2 separate regions of the Mus musculus genome follow, and region 1 is linked to region 2. A link is a contact called in public HiCAR-type data. All regions are on one chromosome and are shown on one strand. The core of a region is the stretch at or near the end of the contact, and the rest is flanking DNA. Distances in the headings are between cores, read along the strand shown. Region 1 holds the start of E230013L22Rik (RIKEN cDNA E230013L22 gene). Region 2 overlaps Col4a1 (collagen, type IV, alpha 1).

Evidence for each region. HiCAR-type assays count read pairs that join an accessible place to other places.
Region 1: a HiCAR-type map of fibro-adipogenic progenitors shows a contact between it and region 2, with 2.9 times the contacts expected there. The contact joins the promoter of E230013L22Rik here to the enhancer-like site in region 2. A contact is called at or near these places in 2 of 39 promoter capture datasets (hippocampal neurons and maxillary cranial neural crest), 3 of 115 datasets of contacts at active chromatin or transcription factors (bone marrow-derived macrophages, extraembryonic endoderm stem cells and fibro-adipogenic progenitors) and 3 of 9 other capture datasets (adipose tissue, liver and pancreatic islet).

What each region holds. Positions count from the first base shown.
Region 1 is chr8:11,476,329-11,479,882 of GRCm38.p6, reverse strand. E230013L22Rik (RIKEN cDNA E230013L22 gene) reads right to left here and starts at 1,954. Exons shown (of 2, transcript NR_126558.1): 1 at 1,200-1,954; 2 at 1-742. It overlaps Rab20 (RAB20, member RAS oncogene family), which reads left to right and starts at 1,243. Exons shown (of 2, transcript NM_011227.2): 1 at 1,243-1,555. The coding sequence starts at 1,384.
Region 2 is chr8:11,225,838-11,229,259 of GRCm38.p6, reverse strand. Col4a1 (collagen, type IV, alpha 1) reads left to right here. Exons shown (of 52, transcript NM_009931.2): 25 at 2,119-2,310; 26 at 2,767-2,935. Among named protein-coding and RNA genes, the nearest start is that of Gm32709, 34 kb to the left of the region's middle. Within about 2 kb of position 1,614, at least 13 of the 459 cell types and tissues checked have an H3K27ac peak or open chromatin away from gene starts, as enhancers often do. A contact at or near this core is called in fibro-adipogenic progenitors, where this site is marked.

The DNA of each region.
Region 1 (3,554 bases), core at 705-3,204, 250 kb before region 2:
ATGGGCGGCTAGCAGAAGCCTGGGGCTTAGAGGGAGCTGGTTTCACGCGCTGGTGAGCATTCCACGCCCCAGAACGTACTTTCCCACCCGCATTCCCTAGAGCAACGGTCCTCAGTTCTCAGGCAGGGTGCTTGAGGCAGGCGTAGCCATCTCGCCTCGGTGGAATCTCTGCACCTGCAGAGGGAGAAGCTACTAGGAGAGTCGTCTCCCTTCCCTTCCCTCCCCTGGACCTAGTGGGCTTTACTCAGCCCCAAATATCTCCTCCGCCTCCCTGCATGCTTGTGCCCCTGGAGGAAGATTTTGGTTTTAGGGGTTCTCTGTTATAGGAGAAAGGGAAGCTGTTTTCTAGCAGTCACTGCAAATGCAAAGTCAAGTTTTCCCTTCAAGGTTTCTTGCAGAAGTAAAAAGCGAACCTAGCAGGCACCTCCCGGTGTCCCCGACCCATCCACATTCTCCCTTAAATCTTAGCCGACTTCCAAGGGACTTTCCCAGCCAGGCAACTCTCCACCTGTGTGGGTGCAACCAAGGTGCACCGAGGAGGAGCGCTGGGCACAGGCTGGGAAGCGAAACAGAGCCAAGGGAGCCTGTGACTAGACAAACACCAGGTCCTGGGCCTCTCCGCGGCTACCCGGGCTTTTGGAGGAACTGGAGCGTCCGAAGGAAGGCGCTCTGGAACTTTCACCTTAGGACCCAGGTCCTAGGCTCCAAACTTGGCGACATACAGGCTTTCAAAGGGTGGGGACTGTAAAAAAAAAAAAAAAAAGCGGTACTGTAGCCCTGCTAGAGTCAGGGGTGCGGGAAGAGGGAGGCTGGCGTGGGTTGGGCCAGTGGAGAGGGGTTCCAGGAAAGGGCTGGCTGGGCTGGAGAAGGGCTTGGAGAAGGTATGGGAAGGAGCTGGGGCGGGAGGTAGGGGCCAGGGCTCTGGGAAGGGCAGAAAAATAAAGGAGGAACGGAGTTTGGGATTATAGGGACGGACGCAGGACGGTCCTTGAGGGAGGGGGAATGGGAAAGAATGGGGAGGGGTGGGCGTGGGGCTGAGATTTAGCAGGCAGAGAAAGGGAATTTGGGGAAGGAGAGATAGGGAGTAATAGGAACGAGGCAGGGGTGATGGGGAGTGTGGAAGGGGCTTGGGAGAAGACTGGGGGCGGGGCCTAGGCGGACCAGGGGGCGTGGGGTGGGCGTGGCGGCCGGGCACCCACGTGGTCGCAGGGCTGCGTTCACACTCCGGTACAGAGCTGTGGCGCGCTTCCTCTTTGGCACTTCATCGAGTTCGGATCTCAGGCCAGGGCCACTAGAGTTCGGGGTCCCTGGAGGCCGGGGTCCGCGTCCCCTGGCATCCTGGGCGGGTGACCGAGAAGCGCAGGGGTCATCTCCTCCGCGGCTATGCGGAAGCCGGATGGGAAGATCGTACTGCTGGGGGACATGAACGTGGGTAAAACGTCGCTGCTGCAGCGCTACATGGAGCGTCGCTTCCCGGACACGGTCAGCACCGTGGGCGGCGCCTTCTACCTGAAGCAGTGGCGTTCCTTCAACATCTCCATATGGGACACCGCAGGTGAGGGCGGCGCCGCCGGGACAGGCGGGCTTCGGGGCTCTGCGGGGTCGAGGAGTCGTCTGTGGGCAGCCGCGGGGTCTCCACTTTGGGCTGTGACATTCATTGCACCTCTGTTCCCACTTGCCTTGCTTTGCCGATTGAGAAAATCTCCAGTTCAGCAGCACTCTGTGCGTCTTCGCGAAGATTCGGGTTATCCTGGGAGAGATCTCCGATCAGTACGACTCTCGCTTCTTAGGTGCTTTAATGTCCCCCTCAGGGTGCCCTCCTTTGGTGTACAAAGCAGCCTTGGGAGTTGAGCACCGCTGCTATTACCGACTTCTTTATGAACGAGGAAACTGAGTCAGAGAGCGTTGGACCACTCTGCTGGATGTAAGGCGACTGGGAAGTAGAGTTGGAATCGCCCAGCCTCCTCGACTCACGGTTATTTACCCAGTGCCGAGTCTTGGCTGGTGCGCAAGTCACGTGAGTGGAATAGCTTCCTGTACTGGCATTTTTAAGATAGGTAGTGAATTATTTTTAGTGCGTGTACAACTTCGTCTTGGACTTTCCCGATTAATTTGCTTCTGTCTTCTCCCTTTTCCATGATAAAGAAATAAGATACTTTAAGTGAAACAAACGAACCCGGAAATAGTATGGTATAGTTTCAGGGAGAGAGGTTTCCAATGTATGAAACTCCCAAGTTCTGACTTTTTATGTTGTGTAAAGTGTGGTGGCGCACGCCTTTAATCCCAGCACTTGGGAGGCAGAGGCAGGAGGATTTCTGAGTTCGAGGCCACCCTGGTCTACAGAGTGAGTTCCAGGACAGCCAGGGCTATACAGAGAAACCCGTCTTGAAAAACCAAAAAAGAGTGATGTACTCAAAAGCCTCGCTCCTAATCCCTGACTCCTTGTCTTGCGCGTATCAATCTGTTGGCTATGTAATACATTCTGATCAAGCTGAGTTAGTGAAGGTCTGGGGAGCTTCCCTCCCTCCTCTGTCTTCCCCGTTCCTTACTTAGCCACCGTGGGAAATGGACTGATTTCTACTTTCCCTGTCTTTCCTTTGGCTCTGGTCTTTACTCCGCGTTGCAGGCAGAGCCTCCGAGTTTTCTCAGGCTGTCTACCTGCCACTGAGCACTCATGAATGCAATATCTCAGAGTCAAGACTAGTCAGACTCTGGACTCCTTTTCCAGCCTCCGACAGAGCTCCGCCTCTACGCTTGGCTTAAATGGCTTGCCTGCTGCTCTGGGTTTGTAAGAGGAGAAAGCAGAATTGGTCAGCTTTCCCCACACCTCTTAATGTTTCTGGAGTAGCGATAGATGTGTGGCCGACACAGCACAGGGTAACTGTGTCCCCGCTAGCTGTTTCAATTTGGTGGGTGGAGCCACTTTCTTCGTCAAGGCCGAGGATATGATGAATCCGGAATGTTGGTCAGCAGGGGATTTTGTAACACTGCCTGAGAACTTGCTGATTCCCTCTGTGGGGGCGGGAGCCGTTCAACTCATTTCCAGGCCTCCTCGGCTGCTTTTGTGTTCCTGGAAGCCTAAGTGTGAAGGCAGATGACGGGAGCCTTGCCGGGTGGCCAGGCCCCCTCTTCACATTCTTGATGTCTGTGTACACATGCTCAGGGGAACAAGGTACAGAGTCAACAGTGGTCCATATCACCAACTTTGTGCCTGCTTTGCTGGGCTGCCAGTCGCCTGGAGGGAGCAGAGAAGACGGGTTAATATTGTTCGGGATTCTGTGTGGAACATCTACCCTAAAGGGTTACCTTTTCCTGCATTGTGTACTGTTTAAAATCCCTGCCCTCTCCCCAATTGACCCTTTAGCATAGCAAACCAAAACCAGCTTGCCGCGACAGGCAGGTTGGGGGGAGGGGTGGCAGGCACACACCTGTGAGGGCTTTGGGACGTGCAGTAGTCAGAGCCATAGCACTTGGTTAGTTTGTGTTTGACTCTTGACAAAGTTAAAGCCAAGCCGGGCGTGGTGACGCACGCCTTTAATCCCAGCACTTGGGAG
Region 2 (3,422 bases), core at 365-2,864:
GTCTTGGCTCTTCTAAAGCCTTTCAGATACAGGAAGGACATGACTGCAGACACATCATCCCAATGAAATTGACTCATTTCTGGAATGACGGCCATACAACACGGTAGAAAAAGGCCCGAGTGTCCAAGGAACGGCTTTGTCGGACTGTCTAGTTTCTTCCATGATTTATAACTACATATCTATGCATATTAACTCCAGAAAACAGACTAAGAAAGCCTCACCATTTGACAAAACAACAAGGTTTCTACAACCTTTTGTTAACATTTCCAGCAGGTGGCTGGCAGAAATAATTGTTTTTCGTTCTTCAGACTTGTGCAAACAATCCCATGTCCAGATCCTGGACTGGGTTAGCTCAGGGCTAGCCCAGACCACCTGCCACAGCTGAGGTGTTCTATGCCTGCATCACTATTCAGCTTGGTACCTAGGGCCGATGGTGGTGTTTGAGCCCTTTCTGAAGAATGGAACTTTTCAATTTCTAGTCTAAGTATTTAAATATTATAGCATGGGCACAGAGTAGCTGCTAAGAACTTGCCTTCTTGAGTGAGCCTCCACTAAAGCTTCATGTGTGGACCCCAAGGCTCTACAGGGCACAGTTGACTGGGTGACATCTTCTCTGTCCCCAGCCGGTGCACTTTGGCTTTGAGGAGCACCGGGAACAAGAAATTCAGTTATCCCTTCCATATTAGTCCCAGACTTGATGGACTTTGAGCAGGGCCCTAGAACCTCTGCAAGTCCCATCCCTGTGTGGGCCAGGGGCTTCAGTATGGAGCCCTCAGTGATGCTTAGGGAGTATGGGAGAGTGGATGGGCTTTGTGGACAGGAGCGCTTACTTTCGTACCCAGCTGCTTACACTTCCTGGCTGGGTAATCTCATATACATGGCTCACTTTTCTTTTAGACTGACAATCCCATGTCTTCCTTATAGAGTTGTGATAAATGGTACACAAGGGTCCTGCCACACATGGGTGTGTGACAGGCCATCTCCATTTTTTAAAAAAGATTTATTTATTTATTATATGTAAGTACATGATAGTTGATTTCAGACACACCAGAAGAGGGCATCCGGTCTCATTACAGATGGTTGTGAGCCACTGTGTGGTTGCTGGGATTTGAACTCAGGACCTTTGGAAGAACAGTCAGTGCTCTTAACTGCTGAGCCATCTCTCCAGCCCGGTCTCCGTTTTTTAAAAGTATACTTTTTGTATATATACATTTTGCTCTAAAGTAGTCTTCTCATCTCTCCCTCCGAGAGGTTTATGTTATAGGCACACACAGTGGTTTGTGATTCACTTCCACTCGCAGAACTTGACACAGCTTATGGAAAGAGATTAAAATAAATGTGTTACGGAGAGTCTGGATTCTGCCAGGTCCTCGGTGAGCCCAGCTGGGTGTGCCTTTCTCATCCCAGGAGACCAAGCAATTGGAACTGTTTCTTATGTTGTCATTTTCTCCGTGTATATCCACTCTCAAGGCAGCTGGAGGAGAGGGAGTGGCATTCTTTGTAGATTCAACTTCGTGGAACTAAAAATCTTTTGTGTGTCTCTTAATAGAGCCTTGGGAAAGTCCAAATAGCTTCCCCAAAACCCAATTAAAGAGCTGGCTCTGGGCTCCTTTCCCTGGGTCTGCCCAATCACCAGCACCCTGGAAGCCCCTTTGTCTCCCCGACCATGGGGTGTGGCTGCAAATGCAAAAAGCAAACCCGGAGCAGCTTCAGTGAGGAACACCCAGGCTGGGTGAATAATGGTGGCCCCAGATCTTGGGTGTCTCAGCTGCCTCAGCATTCACATACAGCATCCAGGAGTCGCACATGCGTAGTGTGCCAACACTTGCTGACACGTTCTCTGGAAGGTTTGTCAGTCATTAGGGGAAGGAAAGTAACTCAAGGATTTCTGGAAGCTGGGTTCAGTGTTGTTCCCCTGTCCCTTCTGATCCCGGTGGAATGCCTAACAAAGTACAGGAATCTAAGACAGCCGCTGATGGCCGTGGAGTTTCTGGTTAGCATCTACAGGACATCTAACAGTGTGGTGGTTCCTGATAGGGCGGATCCTCAGCCGGTGGCTGACTGCTGATGCGTCATCCCTCAGTAGTTCTTGGTGTCACAAGATGCTTTGTTTTCTAGGGTCCACAAGGTTCACCAGGGCTTATAGGCCAGCCTGGAGCTAAGGGAGAGCCTGGAGAGATATTTTTTGACATGCGACTCAAAGGTGACAAAGGAGACCCAGGTTTTCCGGGACAGCCTGGCATGCCAGGAAGAGCAGGAACTCCCGGAAGAGATGGCCACCCAGGACTCCCTGGACCCAAAGGCTCTCCGGTAGGTCCATTTCCAGAGTTGGAACACGTGTTTTACAAATGGGGAGTCTGCAAAGAGTAGAGAAATGAATGTTTTGGGTCACAACCATGGAACCTTACAGATGGCATAAGTTTGCTTCATGGCTCCTGAGCCAACATACATCAATGGATGTAGGGGTTAGTGGTGTAGACTTGTATAATAGGCTACAGATGGCTGAGGCTGTTTGATGTCTTGGGACTGAATAGATGAGTTTTCCTACCCTTATCCTCATGGGAACAATTCTAACGGTGCACCCATCATTGTTTGAAGTCTGGGATCCTAGACCTCTAGCTGTGACAACTGCTTGGGAGAAGGATGCTGGTGTTACTTGTTAACTCTTGTGACCCTGGTGGCTCCTGGCTAGGCTTTTGTCACTAGTTTTCTGTGGACGATGTAGGATTGTCATCTGACAGTCTTTTCTGTCTCTTGTCTCCTCAGGGTTCAATAGGATTGAAAGGAGAGCGAGGTCCTCCCGGAGGAGTTGGCTTCCCTGGTAGTCGTGGAGACATCGGCCCTCCTGGACCCCCAGGAGTTGGCCCCATTGGTCCTGTTGGTGAAAAAGGACAAGCAGGCTTTCCTGGAGGCCCTGGGTCCCCAGGTCTTCCAGGTGAGACTTCAGGGCCTGACGGGCAACTTCAAGGTCACAGAAACAAGGGCTCAGAGGTCCAGGGTACACAGTGTTTCACTTCTCCCCGGAAGAGGGGTGTGACTGGACCAGTCCTTCAGAGTTCTGTACCTCATTTCCCCCTGCGTCAGATGGGTCAGCTCACGCACAGAGACCACAGATCGGCTAAGTCAGCCCCTCAGGTAGAAGTAGGTGAAATGTGAGGCTATTTTTAAATTTTTATCCATTTTCTGATCCTTTTGGTGTCTGCATTTCCTAAGCAGTATAATCTTTACTCTCTGCCAATGCTCGGGCATCGTAAGTTGCAACATCCAGCTTGCTACTTAGTTCCTATTGGCTGAGGTCCCTTCCTGACTGTCTTTTGGTAGTTTATGTGCCAAGCCCCAAGCAGAGACTCACAATAAACACTGTGAGAGACTCAGCCCTGCCCTGCTGTGCTCTCTAACAAGGTTTATTAGAAATCTGTGCA